Linked DNA regions of Rattus norvegicus: region 1 is linked to region 2. Evidence: chromatin contacts called from public Hi-C data. All regions are on one chromosome and are shown on one strand. The core of a region is the stretch at or near the end of the contact, and the rest is flanking DNA. Distances in the headings are between cores, read along the strand shown. Region 1 holds the start of Pif1 (PIF1 5'-to-3' DNA helicase). Region 2 holds the start of Mtfmt (mitochondrial methionyl-tRNA formyltransferase).

Region 1 (3,065 bases), core at 436-2,935, 160 kb before region 2:
AACGCTGGCAGTTCAGCCAGCCCTGCCGCACACCAGGCCGATGGGCCAGAGCCACACACTGGGCCAGGGGAGCCTGGCCTGAACCGATGCCTAGGAGTGACACTATTCAGTCTGTGCTGAAACCCCGGCGCCCCCTCCCCCCATCTCTCCTTCCACAAGTCTGGCGTGCTCTTAACCCAAGCCCAGGGGTTCACACTTACCTGCAAAGGCATGAAGGGTGGTGCCCCCAATGTGGCAGGCTGCCACCCCAGTGCTGGCAGTGGCCACAGTGCCAGTAGGAGGCAGGGAACCCAGGATATGTTTCAGCAGGTAGGACTTCCCTGTCCCTGGTGGGTAGACAAAGTCAGAGCTGCCTGCTCCCCGGTGCCACCCTAGAGCTACCCACCACGCCATTCTTTCTCTATTACCTGCACTCCCGGTAAAGAATATGCTCTGGCCTTTCAGAACCATCCGCAGCACAGCGGCCTGCTCTTCGGAAAGCTTCGGTTTGCTGGAGGGCATGCGTAGCTTCTTCACAGGCAGGGGCCACCTTGGAGCTTCCTGGGAGGAACAGGGCTGTGTCAGAACCTCCTGCCATGTTGCTTGGTCTGTATGCATTGCAAAACAGCCCTTTGCTTTGTTCTAGGCTTCACTTGGAACTTTGAGCAGGTCTGGGTCATCTGAAGACAGTCCCAACGGATACTAGCCTCCACTTCTGGCTTTTCACCCGTTCAATGCCAGGCGTCTTAGACTGGCGACCACACCTGATTGCATCTAAAAGCTTTGTCAGACTCTCCTGACGGGTTTTCTCCTCAGGTGATTGGATTATTGCCTGTTCCTGACCCGCTCCGTTCCAAAAGCTCCTCTCTTCTGGGACTCTAATACTCTTTCTTCCTTCCTAAGTTTCCTTGCCTGGTCTTCTCTGCCACTATCTCTTTGGATATGGCCTGGATGCTATTTTCCTGTTCTCAGCTTATCTAAAGAATTACTGGAGGGGAAGCATGGGTGATTTACAGCTCATCATCACCGTTCTCAAATGATGGGCATTTCAGATCACCAGCTGTCTCCTTAATACTGCTGACTATCTTCCCCCAACCTCGGACCTCCTGGGTTTCCTTGATCCTCAATAAAAGCTCTCCACTCCCTTTCTGGTCCTCACCATACTAGGCTGGGATTCCATTGGCCGCTTTTCCAGCGCTGAGTCTGGAGCCTTGGTGGCCGCAGCACGGCGCAGTTCCTCCGGCTGCACTGGACTGATCGTGACAAAGTCTCGGGGCCGCGGACCGAGCAATTGCGCACGGGCAGAGGCGGGTCCCGGCCCAGGGGCGACCGCCAGCTTCAGGCGCAGGGTGCGCAGGAAGCGGCGCAAGCGCTCCGGGGGACAGTCAGAGAGCAGCAGTTGCACTGAGCCAGCCCGGGGCACGCCATCGGCCGGGAGTCGCAAAGTGCTGCGCCCAACTGCGGCGAAGCGGGTGAAGAGGCGCACGGCGCGCAGTGGGAAACAGCGTGGCCGCCCTTCGGGTCCGGGTGCCTGCAGTCGCAGCATCAACTCGCGGCGTTCATTCCGACCTAGGCTCAGCTCTGCGGCGCGCAGAGCCTGGCGCTTGCGAGGTTGCCCTCCAGGACTCAGCTCCTCTACGGCTACCCGGCACCGCAGCTCGGTGTCATCACATTCATCGGTCGCCACCTCAGTGCTAGAAGGCATCTCCAATGCCTCTGCAGGCGTTCAGGGACCGAAGCACACAAGTCACAGAAAATCGGGGTGTAATAGGCAGTATGGCTGCCGTGACAGAAAATCCTGTCCAGATCACTTAGGGTCAAGCAGGTTGTCACTGGTAACAGGAGGTGCCACCAAGATATTCCAAGCACTCTAGAGCGAGGAGAAACGTCCTCTGCTGTAGCTCTCGGAGAGGTGGAAGGTGGCATTAACTGCACTTAGGACTGACGAGCAACTGTCCTGCAATGGCCACATTAGAAAGGTGTTCCTGAACAGAAAAAAAAAAAAAAAGACCCACCCAGGCCAACACCGGACTCATCAGGGACTTCTACCCAGGAAGCAGAACAATAACCACACGTTGGGCGATGGGAAGGAGACTGGCTGGAGGTGAAAACAGGCTGAGACAGGCACACCCCCTTCATAAACCAATTAGTAGGTATCAGGGTCAGTGTGATTCCAGTGCTTTGGAAAGGGTGAATTCTTAGGGAATGTATGGAACCTCCGGGCCCAGGAATCCATTGTCCCTCCGTCTGACCCACGAATCAGTACCTCTCCCAGCGAGGATCACTAAAATAGTCACGTTCTTTGCCTCCCACCTCAAGGATCCGACAGACTCACTGGTTGCTTTCGGATGAAAAGGCAGATCTGAACCGGCCGGCAGCAAAGCCAAGGCACTAAGAACTTTCAAATACTAGGAATAAAAAAATTACCCAATCACCGGCCTGGTCTTTAAATTCTCTAGCCAATCAGGGACAGGAGCGGGGGCGTGTCCAGGGGCGGGCGTTTCTTCGGCGTTCCAACAGTTAACCAGAACCAGCCTTTTTGTGTTGGGGGAGCGTGCGTTTTAGAGTTCCACGTGTGGGCGTGGCGGGGTAGGGAAGGGGCTGCGGTTCCAAGGCTCATGGTGTACTGTCGCCGAGGCGGTTCTGAAGATTTGAGAACCGTTTTATTTACACGGCCTGCTTTTCTCACACCCACCACCGCCACCTGGCTGTGCTTAGCCTTGGGGAGAAACTACCTAGTCCTTTGCACACCCTGTTCCCACCCACAGAACCATTGTCTCCTGTTCAGGTCATTCCCTGGGCCAGCCATGTCCGCTTCCCTGTTCCCTTATTTATTTATTTTTCCCCTTCTCTGCCCCCCTAAGAATTATTCTATACATTTGTCTCTTTTACCGTGCTGAGACCAGTGTCAGATGTCCAGTTGTTATAAAGGAAGCCAGTGAGTCCTTGTTCTCAGGGAATTCTTACTCCTCTTGTTGCTTTGATTGCGCAGAGAATGTATTTTTTTTCAGCTGGGGCCTTGTTACCTTGTGTAGGCTGGTCTTAAATTCCTGGCCTTAAGGGATCCTCCTTCAGCCTCCTAAATA
Region 2 (2,974 bases), core at 296-2,795:
GTCGGCCAAAGGAAGCCACTACCCCAACGTCATATTCTCCGGATCCCATGTCGGGCCACTCATATACCGGGAGCTGAGACTGTATAGCATATTGCTTCACAGGTAGTCCTTTAGGGGATATCGAAGGCACCGTGACAACCTCCAGTTTCTCAATTAACTTTTCCTCTTTGTTGTCTCTGAATTAGAAAGATTGGGGGAAAAAAAATCATGTCAGGGCAACAGCTCAAAGCTAAACTACTTCATGCACAGCAAAGCTATTTTTATGATTAAACCCATGGCTAAACTAACTTAGAGCTAAAATAATTAAGACCCCCCCCCCGGAGCTGGGGACCGAACCCAGGGCCTTGCGCTTGCTAGGCAAGCGCTCTACCACTGAGCTAAATCCCCAACCCCCATAATTAAGACTTTTGCAACCAACAAATAGAGTTTTACATTTAATACAAAAAATCAAATTTTATCTTTTATTATTACTGTGTACGTGGTGCAGGCGTGTGCTACCGTATGTGTGTGGAAATGAGAGGAAAACTTTGAGGAGTCAGTTCTCTCCTTATAGCATCAAGAGTGTGTAGTTCACAGTTGCCTGTAACTCCGGCTCCAGGGAATCTGATTCCCCTCTTTCGGCCTCCACAGACACATGCTCAGAGGCACACACATACAAACAAAATTTAAAAATAAAAATTTTCTTTAAAAAGAGAAGTATCTGGGGGTTGGGGATTTAGCTCAGTGGTAGAGCGCTTGACTAGCAAGAGCAAGGCCCTGGGTTCGGTCCCCAGCTCCGAAAAAAAGAAAAAAGAAAAAAAAAAAAAAAAAAAGAGAGAGGTATCTGTAGGAAGGCAGGGATGGAGGTGAGAGAACCAGGGAAGGGGACATGCCAGGAAACAAGGGACCGATAAATAACCAAATAACCTTAGGCTGGGAGGGAAGTGAGGTGGTAGAGATAGCAGACTTCCAGGACTTTCTCCCTAGTAGCCAAAGTGTGTTAAGTCACATAAATATTAGATGTATACGAAACTGTTGAAAACGGTTCGTTAGAGGCTGTTCAGGCCTAACTGGAGGCCACCAACAGGAGGGCTGAGCAGCCGCAGCAACAACTGGAAGGGACGAACTTTGGAGTCACAGCCCATTACAGCTAACCGGCTCCGCCCACGGCCCTGGGCACTGGCCGGGCCTCGCCAAGTACTGGTTCCCAGGCGCAGGGGGATGGAGGGTCTGCTCGCAGGTGCTGCAGGAGCCACAGGAGCTCCGCGGGCCGGGATCCAACGGGGTGCCTTCCCAGGACCCCAGCTGGCTTGGGGTCGCCGCCGCGGCTCGGCATAGGACCCCGCCTCGATACCTGGCAGCGTGCAGCGCCCGCAGGGCTTCCCGGGCAAAGTGGTCGGTGCCGAAGAACAGCACCCGCCAAGGTGGCTTCTCGCGGACCCGGGAGCTTCGGCGGTCCTTCCCGCTGAACCCAGCAGGTGACTGACAGGAACAGCGTGGCCTCCTTCCCGCCAGCCACGGACCCCAGCAACGCCGCGGAAGAAGCATCACCTCGGCCCGCAGCGGCCCACCATGCGCATGCGTGCCCAGGGGGCGGAGCATAGGGCTCAAAGGCCTAAGCACACGCAGAGGACGAGGCGGGGCCTGCCGCTTTGGAGGCGTGGCCCAACTGAGTAATCACTAAGAAAGAAATTTGAGTGTATTTTGATGTGTATTATTTAGCCCAGCTAAAGAACACTGCAGATACGTACACACAAGCGAGACACTCACATGAATAAAATAAAATGAACCTTTAAAAGAAACTATTTTTAAAAACTTTACAAATTGGGCTGGAAACATGGCTCAGTGGTTAAGAGCACTGACTGGTCTTCCAGAGGTCCTGAGTTCAATTCCCAGCAACCACGTGGTGGCTCACAACCATCTGTAATGAGAGCTGGTGCCCTCTTCTGGCCTGCAGGCATACATACAGGCAGAACACTGTATACATAATAAATAAATCTTAAAAAAAAACCTTTACAAATTAATTTTTAAAATTTATTTTTGTTTTATGTGCTTTTGGTGTTTTGCTTGCATGTATGTCTATGAAATTCCCTACTACTCGAGATAGTTATGAGCTGCCACGTGGGCCTGGGAATTGAACCTGGGTCCTTTGGAAGGGAAGCCAGTGCTCTTAACTGCTGAGCCATCTCTCCAGTCCCACGAATTTATTTTTAATTATGTGTATGTCTGACTGTCTTGTCCTATATGTGTGCTTAGAACTGAATTCGGGGTGTGTGTGTGTCCCATGTGCCTGCTGGGAACTGAACTTTTGCAACAGCTTTTAAAGTAAATATGTGTGAATGTTTGCTTGCGTACATGTATGTGCACCACATGTGTGCTTGTTGGAACTGGAGATCAGATGGCTGTGAGCCACCATGTTGAAGCTGGGAATTGAACCCAGGTCTCTCAACCCTGACCTCTGCACCACCACCAACGCTGCCGCCACTGAGGTCACTGCAGAAAGAACTCATTCGAGAACAAATCTCACATCTTGTCAGATCATGATACAATAAACATAGTATAATTTTCTCAGCCACTACAACTAACAGTTATTACACCACAATTTACATATTTCATGTCTATTATTTCAGATGACCCATCCAAGGGAGCTATTATCTCAACCCTTGTAATTGAAGAGACCTGATACCCAGTGGGCCAATAAGGTCTACAGTGCTGGAAGGTGCCAGACTTGGAGTGGGGTAAGGGTCCTGTCCCTCCAGCTCCAAAGTCATGATCATAACTATTTGACCTGGACAGAAATCTTAGCTACTAAGCAACTCAGCATTCCCCCTTACACTCGAGGAAACTAAGGCTTGCTTACTTCTCCAAAGTCATGCCACGAACCTTAGATTCTCTTTAGATCTTCACACCTTGCATGTGGGATACTATCAGGAAGATGATAGGAGAAACAAGGCATGAGCTGTCTGCCTGAGACCTCTGAAGACCATTGGTGTTC

Evidence for each region. A called contact is a pair of places that touch in the nucleus more often than the background predicts.
Region 1: a Hi-C map of liver shows a contact between it and region 2, with 3 times the contacts expected there. The contact joins the promoter of Pif1 here to the promoter of Mtfmt in region 2. A contact is called at or near these places in 7 of 12 Hi-C or Micro-C datasets (the A7r5 cell line, the Rat2 cell line, Schwann cells and 3 more).

Annotation. Positions count from the first base shown.
Region 1 is chr8:75,005,473-75,008,537 of GRCr8, reverse strand. Pif1 (PIF1 5'-to-3' DNA helicase) reads right to left here and starts at 1,685. Exons shown (of 12, transcript NM_001044253.1): 1 at 1,139-1,685; 2 at 408-540; 3 at 201-326; 4 at 1-90. The coding sequence starts at 1,684.
Region 2 is chr8:74,847,535-74,850,508 of GRCr8, reverse strand. Mtfmt (mitochondrial methionyl-tRNA formyltransferase) reads right to left here and starts at 1,545. Exons shown (of 9, transcript NM_001009697.1): 1 at 1,334-1,545; 2 at 1-176. The coding sequence starts at 1,527.